Linked DNA regions of Bos taurus: region 2 is linked to region 1. A link is a contact called in public Hi-C data. All regions are on one chromosome and are shown on one strand. Each heading gives the region's core, a stretch centred on a gene start, on an enhancer-like site or on the middle of the called end of the contact. The rest is flanking DNA. Distances are from core to core; before and after follow the strand shown. Region 1 holds the start of SUSD6 (sushi domain containing 6). Region 2 has its middle 52 kb from the start of SRSF5.

Region 1 (5,439 bases), core at 1,197-3,696:
GTTCCATGTCCAGTTCTAACTGTTGCTTCCTGACCTGAATACAGATTTCTCAAGAGGCGGGTCAGGTGGTCTGGTATTCCCATCTCTTTAAGAATTTTCCACAGTTTGTTGTGGTCCACACAGTCAAAGGCTTTGGCATAGTCAATAAAGGAGAAGTAGATGTTTTTCTAGAACTCTCTTGCTTTTTCCATGATCCAGCGGATGTTGGCAATTTGATCTCTGGTTCCTCTGCCTTTTCTAACAGGTTTCTCAGGAGGCAGGTAAGGTGGTCCAGTATTCCCACCTCTTTAAGAATTTTCCAGTTTGTTAGAGGAGGAAATTGAGCAGGGAGGGAGGGTGTCCAACTTCTGCAGTGAGTCTGGATCTCGGATGTTAAAAAACAAAATTCAACCCAATAACTTTGAAGATCTAATTGACTTTATTCAATGGTTCAGGAATCAGGGAGAACCCCATCTAGCAACTATAAGGGCACTCAGAGGGGCTGTACAAAATGGAAGGTTTTTTACAGGAAAAAGGGTGGGGCAAGGGACCTATTGTTAAAAGAAATGAAAGTTGGGGGGTGGGGGGGAGAAGTGCCAAGGGTTTTACTATGTAGATGGTTTCTTCTTCTCTTCGGGAATGGAGAGGGTCCCTGTGACAGATTATTATGTGACAGCTTCTCATTGGTGCCAACCAGAAAATTCCAAACTCGTTAAGATTACATTTATGGTAAAGATTGAAACTGCAATTGGGCTCGGTATTAAATCTAGCTTTGGAATCATGGGCTTTAGCACAAGTGACGCCATTTTGGGCCTGTGGGTTTTCTCTTTAACAGAACTTAGGGAGCAAAGAAGGCAGAACAAGGACAGACTTATGGAAAAGGAAGCAGCAGCGGTAATGCAGGCCCCAGAATGGGAGGGTTTCCTTGCTGCTGCTGCCAAGTCGCTTCAGTCCTGTCCAACTCTTAGCGACCCCATGGACTGCAGCCTACCAGGCTCCTCTGTCCATGGGATTTTCCAGGCAAGAGTACTGGAGTGGGGTGCCATTGCCTTCTCCAGGGTTTCCTTGGGATAGGTGTGTATGCTTGGTGGTGGACATTCTGCTTGCTTTGTTTGAACTACCTCAAACATTTGACTTGTTAATCACAGCACTTTTTTAGAGAAGCTAGCAGAATTGGGCTGGGTGAGAGACCCTGAGAACCTGCCTGACCCAAGTTGCAGCAGAGGCTCTGAGTCCAAGCCCAGACTCTGGCACTGCCTATCAAGTAGGAACGCCTCAACATTAATTGAGCACCCCTGAGACAAGTATTGTTCAAGACCCTGGGACGCAAAGATATAAAATCAAAACTTTTTGTCATTAAGGGGTTATTCTCTGGTGGCGCAGTGATAAAGAATCTGCCTGCGCATAGAGGAGATAAGATTTCATCCCAGGGTTGGGAAGATCTTCCTGGAGAAGGAAATGGCAACCCACTTCAGTATTCTTGCCTGGGAAATCCCATGGACAGAGCAGCCTGGTGGGCTTCAGTGCATGGGGTTGCAAGAATGGGACACGACTTAGCTACTAAAACAACAACAATAAAGCCCTGTAAACACAAGCAGAGGACTTATCTCCTATGGCCGCAGGGGGACCACCTATATATAGAGAGAGATGCTATAACTATAAAGTGCTCAAACTGGTTGCATACTGTATGTTGGAAAATAGCCCTGGGAGACAAAGCTCAGGCTGGGAAATAAAGCCAGGAGTGCGGCGGGGTACTATAGCCGACTCTGACAGCCCTCGCGCTGAACTTGTTTTCTGAACTTTGAGATCCGTTGCGTGCGTTTAGAATGCCGAGGAATCCCTTTTAGGAAAGCCTGTTAAAATAGATTTTTAACACTAACGGCTTAAACACTCCAGTCGTAGCCTTTCTGAATCAGAATGGCTGAACGAGGGACCCTAAATCTGCATTTTTACACCCCTACCCCCGAGACAATCTGATGCTGGTAGGCTTCGCAACAACAACAAAAACAACAGCTTAGCGACGGGCCTGAAGAGAGATTCCTAAGTCCTAAGCTAAGGCAGCAGGAACGAAAGCGCCTAGTCGACCGGAGAGCAAACCAATCCTTTGCAAATAACAGTACTCCAAAAAAATAAATCCTAGCCGAATAATACAAATAATAATACAAACAATAAGAGCAGAAGAACTGAGAGGCTAAGCGCAAAGCCGTCGCAGTCAGCCCGCAACACCTCCTCCCAGTCTACTCTGGCGGAGTCGGCGTGACGGTCCCTTTAAGAACTCCCTTTCTTCCTCTGTCTCGCCTGCCGCGAGGCGTGAGGCGTGCGGGCCGGCCGGCGGCGCGTGCGTGCTGGCAGCCGTCTACCGGCCGGGCCTTTTCCCCAACGGGACGATCGCTGCGGCCGACGCCGGCGCTCGTTACGTGCGCGCGCGTGGCCCCGCCCCTCGCCCGCCCCTTCCCCTCCCCCCTCCGCGGCCTCCCCCGCCCGCGCCGTACAGCTGGCCCAGTGACGCGAGCACTGCCACTGCTGCCGCCGCGGTGTTCCATTCTCCTCAGCCGGCGACAGCCTCGTCCCCCTGCCACCGGCCTCCTCCTCACGCAGCGCCGGCCAGACGACGGCACGCGCGCGGGGGCTCGTCTAGACCCGAGAGGGCTGCGGGCGCGCGCGGGCGACGGAGCGGATCCCAGCGCCGCGGAAGCTGCGAGCGCCCCCCTCCCGGAGGTCGCCGCGCCGTCCCCCCGGTGAGTTGTCACCGCGGCCGGGGGCGCGGCGCGGGGCCGGGCATTGTGTCACAGGAGCGCCCGACCGGGCCGGCTGTCAGGGGCGCGGGGCCGGCGCGCACAGCCCAGGAGGGGGACGGCTTGGGGAGCCCGGGCAGCCGCCCCGAGTCGGCTGCTGTCCGCGCTTCCTGGCCCGGCGCCCCGGGGTGTCACCCCAACTCCCCGGGCGGCGAGCCCCGGTGCTTGGCGTGGGCCGGGAGGGCTGGCGGGGTGGGCTGTGTGCCAAGGCCGGGAGGAGCACCGACCGGCAGGCTTACGGCCGGGAGCTTGGTGGCCGGGACCGGGGCGCGCTGCCCAGGGGCCTCTCCGGTCGTGCGGGGTCGCGCTCCGGACCGGAGTTCAGGGTGGAGACCGCACTTTGCAGGTCGCAGGAGAGGAGGTAGGCAGAGGCTTTCTTTTCTTTATTACTTGTTAACCGTTTTCGCGTCAGGGCCAACGAAAGCGGCGGGTCCCGAGCTGGGGCAGGGTCGGCTTAGCGATGGTGGACTTCGCAGGACAACCTTGGAGCCGAGGTGTGCAAGCCTCGGAGCTTCATGGAGCTCCCGCGTCTCGTCTGGTCTTTAATCTCAAAACTTCATTATTATCCGGGCTGAGACGCACCGAAACCACTTCCTGTTTGTGTATGTAGACTTTTTTTTTTTTTAATTTCTGGTTTTTAGAAGCTCCAAATATTGGTGTCGGTCTGACCCTCCCACAGGGTTGTGACTGTGGGGGCAGCTGAAGTGGGAAAAGTTACCCCGTAAGGGAGGTCAGGAGAAGGAGGTGGTTTGGGGCACCGTGAGACCCAGGAGAAAAGCGTCGAAAACACATCTTTAGCTGGCTCGAGGGAAGTTCAGCAAGGAGGCCTGATGCTGCTGTTCCCATAGAATGTCCTCTGGTGGTAGGTACTTCCTCCGGCTATTTCTCAGATCACTTGCATCCTTATTTCTTTTCTCCAGGGTACACATTGATGGTATGTTTGCACAACATTCACTTGTTCATACATTCTTTCTTTTCTTTAGTTTCACGAAAGTTTTTGTGATATAGGATATATGCCAGGCACTGTGTGCTAGGTATTCGGGTTACTGCAGTGAATAAGACAGAACCCAGCCATTCCTTACAGAGTTCACAGTTTTTAAATCAACTCATTTTGGATTATGTTGTTAATTTTCACTGGTGGCCATTGCTGCTTAAGGAAGTTTTGCCCAGTGTGTTAATAGGGGACAGTACTGGTACAAGACCTGATAAATAGAAATCCCTGTCCACAGAGTGGCTTTTTGGATACTGTAGTAGAAGTGTTCTGTGAAACCAAACCTCACCTACAGCTAGATGGGGCAGGTCCCTGATCAGAGTAAGACATCCCAGGGCTCCCCCACCGCCGCCACCACCACCCTGCAGTGCTTAAACCCTCAGAGCAAACCCTTTGTCAGATGGCAGAGTTCAGCTTATTTGCTTGAGGCTTGCCTGCTCAAAGGTCAGAATTTGGGCAGATAGAAACGAAAGGAAGAAAGGTAGAATGAGCTATTACAGATGCAGGCTGGCAGACGATGAGCCCTCAGCACTTTGTCTGGTCTCCTGGCTGGTCTCCATCATGTGGTGGTTGAACTTGTGCTGTCATGTAATGGTCTCTTCGTAGGGGATTTCCTCCCTTGCGATGGCCAGGGCAGCAATCTCTATAGCTTCCTCCCCACCCCCCATAACACATGTATGCACCCTCCAAAGGGAATTATTCACCTGACTTCTTAAAAGGAAGAACGTATTTTAAGTTTACTGCTACTCAGCATTATGCATTTCCATCCTCCAGGAAAAAAATTTGCCTTATGTTTAAAATGTTTCCTTGTTCTCTTTTTCCACATTCTTAGCTCTTTGATAACCAGATAACTACTGGTATCTGTCTGTGGCCCAGAGAATTATAGTACTGTGTCTTTGAAAAAATTCGTGAGTCATGTAATCTTCCTTATTTCTGTTCCAAAACAGTTGAACTGGGGAGAATGTCTTGAGCAGAGCCTCTTGCAGGCGGAGAAGGAAGGCCAGAGAGCACATGTCCTCGTCTTCCTCTCTAGTTCTCCGTTTACCAAGGGGCGATTTGCAGAGAGGGACATGATGCCTGTGTCCAGGCCTGACATGCCCACTTGGAGGCCTGAATGTCTGCAGACCCACCAGGCCCAGTTGTGTAATTGCCATGCAGGAAGCACTTTCCTGAGCTCCTGAACTGACATGTGATCTCCTAGTGAAAGCTGACTAGCAGGATTCCTTTTCCCTCTTCCATTCTCCTGGACAGTAGGGAAGTCTTGTCTGGGGGTATTCCCTCAGGCAGTAGGAGAAACAGGAGAAGGGACAAGGAGAGGGAGAAGCCCAGTGCCTTTTTTGTTTTTAACTTTGCAGGCAGATACTACTGTGGTACAGACTTGAGTGCAAATTTGCTTCTTGGGTTAAGAGTAAGCATTGGGACAAATGCTTGTATGTTAATAGAGACTCTTTTCTCCTGGTCGAGATGGCTTCAGGCTAGGGTCCACTCACATATCCAACTGTGGTGAGGCTTCACTTAATGGAATGAGTTTAAAAAAAATTAATATTCTTAAGTTACATTGCCACATTGCAGGAAACTTGAAACTAGAGCAGTGAGAAATAAGGCCCATGATATGCCAGTGTTGTTTCCTTATTGGTTGGAATGAAGGCTGCAGCTCGAGGCTGGGGCTGGGGG
Region 2 (5,439 bases), core at 908-3,407, 98 kb after region 1:
TTGCGACCCCATGGACTGTAGCCCGCTAGGCTCCTCAGTCCATGGAATTCTCCAGGCAAGAAGACTGGAGTGGATTGCCATTCCCTTCTCCAGGGGACCTTCCCAACCCAGAGATGGAACTCAGGTCTCCTGCATTGCAGGAAGATTCTTTACCATCTGAGCCACCAGGGAAGTCTGATGGTGGTAATGGCTGGTCCTTAAAAAAGCACTTACTCTGCACCAGGCAGGGTTCTAAGTGTTCCATGTGTATCAACTCAGAGCCCTGAATCACATAGAATGGAAGTGAGGCCTAAAGAGGTGAACCGACTTGCCCAAGGTGGAGCCAGAATTGAATTCGAACCCAGATAGCCCTGAAGGAGTGATCCCCTCCCGGCCCACTTCCCACCCCATCAGATTCTGCCTGCCTCTCAAGGCCCTCATCCCCTTCCTACTGCCTTTCAGAGTCTGTTCTCAGCAGTGAGCTTCAGATAGAGGAAGAACTCTTAATTTCAGAGCAAGGAAATGGCATTCTGTCATGAGGACAATACGGTACCCTCATCTCAGAGGATTGGGATGTGCCCTTCATGGCGTTGAGGGAGGAGGCATTTAAGCTATGCAAAATGCGATGAGAAATAAATTCACCAAGCAGCAAGAGTTGTTCCTCCACGAGAAAAAAACACAGACAAGACCGCTTGTTTCAATGAGAGGTAAGTCATCTCTCTCTCTGGAATATGGGAGAGAAGCATATTCCATCAGGTAAGAAATGCTGGGGAAGGGAGTTTTGTCCAAACAGGGTCAGCCACAGGTTGGCAGCCCTTCTCTTGATGACAGATGAGAGGAACAAAAGAAACAGCCCACAAAACCTGCAGAACTGCTGGGGGAAGGGCTGTCTTTGAAGTGATTGGCCTAGATTGGAAAGGAGATGGAAGGGGAGAAAATAAATTTTCTACCCTGCTACTGAAGCCCCATTTCCCAGTTTGGAAAGCCGAGACTCCCAGACAAGGACAAAAGTAACAATCTCCAGGGCAGGGCTTTCTCAGACTACTTAAAATATCTTTAAATATGCCAAAGTAACACACAGTCATTTCAGAAAATTTAGAAAGAAAGTTAAAATCACCCATAATTCCACCTTCTACTGACAATGTTCTAATCATAAGATTTCATTGACACCATTTTTAACGGTTGCATAGACCCTATCATATTGGTAATCTGGACTTTTAGGTTGTCAAATTTTTTTTTTAATTCTTATAGCCAATGGGTTGATAGTATTTTAAATTACTTCTCTGGGATAAACTGCCGGAAATGGAATTGCAAGATCAGAAGAAGCACATGTTAGAGGCTTTTGAGACAGCTCAAATTGCCCACCAAGAAAGTTACTCCAAATTACAATCTCATTAGCAGTGTTCATTTCCCAGTGACCTCACCAGCCAGCATGGGTTATTTTGGTTTTTGTTTTTTAATGTATTGGCTGCACTGGATCTTCATTGCTGCACAGGGACTTTCTCTAGTTGCCACCAGCAGGGGCTGCTCTCCAGTTGTGGGGTGCAGGCTTCTCATTGCAGTGGCTTCCCTTGTTTCTGTTGCGGAGCGTGGGCCCTAAGGCTCGTGGGCTCAGTAATTGTGGCACAGGGGTTTAGTTGCCTCTAAGCATGTTGGATCTTCCCAGACGAGGGATCAAACTCATGCCCGTTGTATTGGCAGGTGGATTCTTAACCACTGGACCACCAGGGAAGTCCAGCATGAGGTATTATCTTTTTTTAAAAAAATAAGCCAGTTGAAAGAAAATGGCATTTTGATCTATAGTTGTTCATTATTCCTGAAGTTGAATTTTAAAAGAAGTTGGAACTGTCCAAGTTTGAGGTTCAAGACATCCAGGTTTGGGAGAGAGAGAGAACTTCCTGAGGCAAGAAATGAATCTGTACCTGGATAGACATGGCACATTCCCACAACGACAGGCCCAGGTTGTTGCTCTAAGCTCTGTGGAGGTAGGGGAGCATCACGGCTTGGGGACTGTCCCATCCCACGCCCAGAGGTGAACAGCTGTTTGGCATCTCAGATTTCCCATGATGCCCCAGGGCCACCAGAAAAGGAAATTTCATAACACAGGAATGTCCTGAACAGCCTGTCTGGGGTAACTTGAACTGTTCCCGAGCCTGGGGTGGCTGACGACTCAACTTGGCAGGAAGCTGCGGAGGCTTTGCAAGTATGGACTTCCCCACCGTGGAGCTTGCTGGGGAAGTGGGTTGTCCAGCCTCCAGCAAAAGGCAGCATGCTTGCGGGTTCAGCCTGCTGACCTGGGCTGAGCATCTGAGGTGATCTTGGGTGTGTGAAGGAAGGACTTTGGCTCCACACAAACACACCAAGGATGGGGGCTGGTGCTGTGACTTCTAGGGTGGTCTCAAAGCCCTTGAACATTGAGCTCTGAAGACTTTTACAGAATTTGGTGCTGTAGCCATTTTATGGAGAAGGCAGTGGCACCCCACTCCAGTACTCTTGCCTGGAAAATCCCATGGATGGAGGACCCTGGTAGGCTGCAGTCCATGGGGTCACTAAGAGTTGGACACGACTGAGTGATTTCACTTTCGCTTTTCACTTTCATGCATTGGAGAAGGAAATGGCAACCCACTCCAGTGTCCTTGCCTGGAGAATCCCAAGGACGGGGGAGCCTGGTGGGCTGCTGTCTATGGGGTTGCACAGAGTTGGACACAACTGAAGCGACTTAGCAATAGCAGCAGCAGCAGCCTTTTTATGGGATGGCCATTCTCACTCCTAGTCATTCATTCATTTGCCAATTTACTCAACAGTTTTTTGTTGTTGTTTTAAAGCTTCCCTGGTGGCTCAGATGGTAAAGCGTTTGCCTGCAATGTGGAAGACCCAGTTCAATCCCTGGGTTGGGAAGATTCCCTGGAGAAGGAAATGGCAACCCACTCCAGTATTCTTGCCTGGAGAATCCCATGGGCAGAGGAGCCTGATAGACTACAGTTCATGGGGTCACAAAGAGTTGGACACCACTGAGCGACTTCACTTTCACTTTCTTTCTTTGTTTCTGTTTTTTTTAGAGTTAGCTTTACACAAAATCTGGTACTAAGTCCCAGGAGTACAGCAGTGAGTAAGAGTCAGTCTTTGTCCTCAAGGAGTTTGCAGACTAATAGGGGAGAAAGAGATTAAACAGCTGCCTAAAATTTAAGGCAGAACTTAAAGGAGGCTATTGGAGCACCCGCAAAGTGCCTGGGGAGTGAAGAGTGAAGAGTTCATTTCTTGGGAGATGAGCAAAGATTCCCCAGGGAAGGTGCCATTTGCTTTACGTCATAAAGGATGAATTTTATTTTAATACTCTAGGTAGAAGAGTAAGTCAACAAGGAGCTATAAGGTGGGAAGTGTGAAGAAGCAGTTCCTTCAGGCTGTGTGTGTGTGCTCAGTCATTCAGTCGTGTCCTACTCTTTGCGACCCTATGGACTGCATCCCACCAGGCTCCTCTGTGCATGGAATTTTCCAGTCAAGAATACTGGGATGAACTGCCATTTCCTACTCCAGGGATCAAATCTGAGTTTCTTGTATCTTGCGCATTGGCAGGCAGATTCTTTACCACTGAGCCACATAGAAAGCCCATTCTTCAGGCTACAGAGACCTATAGGAGCAAAGCACCAGCATATAAGACGAGGAAGCATCTGAAATCGCCACTTCTGCAGGTTAATTAAAGAAGGTCAGTGTGAGCAATTTCAACCTAAAACTTAAGATCTGCCACAATTAGAAATGCCTTTCTCCTCTGGGTTGATTAAACTTTAATTATTTTAATCACAAGAAAGAAATCCAGGATACCCATAGACAAGTGTCTGAGACTTCCTGTCCCAGAGTCTGTTCCCTACAAAAACAGAGCACTGAGCATAAATGACTTGCTGCCAACCTGCCAGCTCCTGCTCCTGCCTGCAGGGGGCGTCCTCAGAGATACGCGAACGCGTCCAAGTCTCTAGTACAGGGCCGGTTCACTAGCTCTTTGGGGACAGACGGGACACCCAGTGCTTGCAACCAAGTTTCTGCCAGCAGCAGCCAGGCAGCCATTTCAATGTTGAGAGGTGTTTTTGCCCTTTCTGTCATTTCCTTGAAGCGGAATTAAGGGACAGTGGTTACATCCAACTACAATAGTTTTTCCTTGTCACGTTTCTTTTTCATTAGAAACGTTGGAAAATAAGCTGCCTTATAATGAGTGATACATGTTAAAACATCGGAAGTAATATTTTTTTCACATATCAGTTTGGCAAAAGGAAAAGCTTAAAAATATCTGCTGCTGCTAAGTTGCTTCAGTCATGTCTGACTCTGTGCGACCCCATAGACGGCAGCCCACCAGGCTCCCCCGTCCCTGGGATTCTCCAGGCAAGAACACTGGAGTGGGTTGCCATTTCCTTCTCCAATGCATGAAAGTGAAAAGGGAAAGTGAAGTTGCTCAGTCGTGTCCAACTCTTAGTGACCCCATGGACTACAGCCTACCAGGCTCCTCTGCCCATGGGACTTTCCAGGCAAGAGTACTGGAGTGGGGTGCCATTGCCTTTATCTAGTGGGAGTGTAAATTGGTACATTCTCCATGGAGAGTAATTTGGCGACAACCATCAAATTACAATGCAGTTCCTCTTCCCTTCATTTACTGAACGGTTCAATTCTAATACCAGTTAAGTGGGGGCAGAATTACACAATCAGAAAAGGAAACAGGATGAACACAATGAACCATGCAGTGTCAGGTTGGAATGGTAAGATTTCATGGTTTCAATCTATATAAATATAGAAATATAAATAATGCATGTATGCAGGTACACACACACATGAGCTAGATATTCCCAAGCTCTTTCCAGAGGATTTGGGATCAGTGACACTTCAACAGCAGCTAGCACACCTGAAGTTTGGATCTTGGCTTTTAAAGACTGTTTTCCACTAAAAGGAACCTGGGCTCCTTGGAGAAATGGCTGATTCCAGAGCCCCAGCAGGAAGATTACTAGATGAACTTGCAATATCTTGATGTATCAGAAAGTTAAAAAAAAAAAAAGTGCTAAAAAAATGATGGGTACATGTCCAAAGTACTCCCACTCGCACGGGCATCTACTGACCGAATCAGGAACGACATGAGCATCAAAATAATGATAATAATAAAATAAAAAAAACATACAAATAATAGAATCAGTTAAAAAAAATAATGATAATAGATTTTAATCCATTGCATAAAATAGAAGGCCACAAATCCATATAGGTAAACTGAAGTCCTGGTAGATACTACTTCATTCAGGGGGACAAATCAAAAATCATGTACCACCTGACAGAATGCATCACGTCCAAACACGTCCACCAAACTCAACCTAAATCTAATCATGAAAAAATGATACAAACCCAGACTATTTTTTACAAAAATGGGCATATAGTCCTCAAAATGCCAAGTTCACACAGAACAAAAAACACTGAGAAATGCAAAGCATG

What was found. A called contact is a pair of places that touch in the nucleus more often than the background predicts.
Region 2: a contact with region 1 is called in a Hi-C map of an unstated tissue, with 7 times the contacts expected there. The contact joins the enhancer-like site here to the promoter of SUSD6 in region 1. A contact is called at or near these places in 4 of 11 Hi-C or Micro-C datasets (blastocyst, skeletal muscle, skin fibroblasts and 1 more).

What each region holds. Positions count from the first base shown.
Region 1 is chr10:81,342,352-81,347,790 of ARS-UCD2.0, forward strand. It overlaps SUSD6 (sushi domain containing 6), which reads left to right and starts at 2,447. Exons shown (of 8, transcript XM_059890907.1): 1 at 2,447-2,717; 2 at 3,187-3,376.
Region 2 is chr10:81,441,099-81,446,537 of ARS-UCD2.0, forward strand. No RefSeq gene overlaps it. Among named protein-coding and RNA genes, the nearest start is that of SRSF5, 52 kb to the right of the region's middle. Within about 2 kb of position 2,158, at least 7 of the 102 cell types and tissues checked have an H3K27ac peak or open chromatin away from gene starts, as enhancers often do.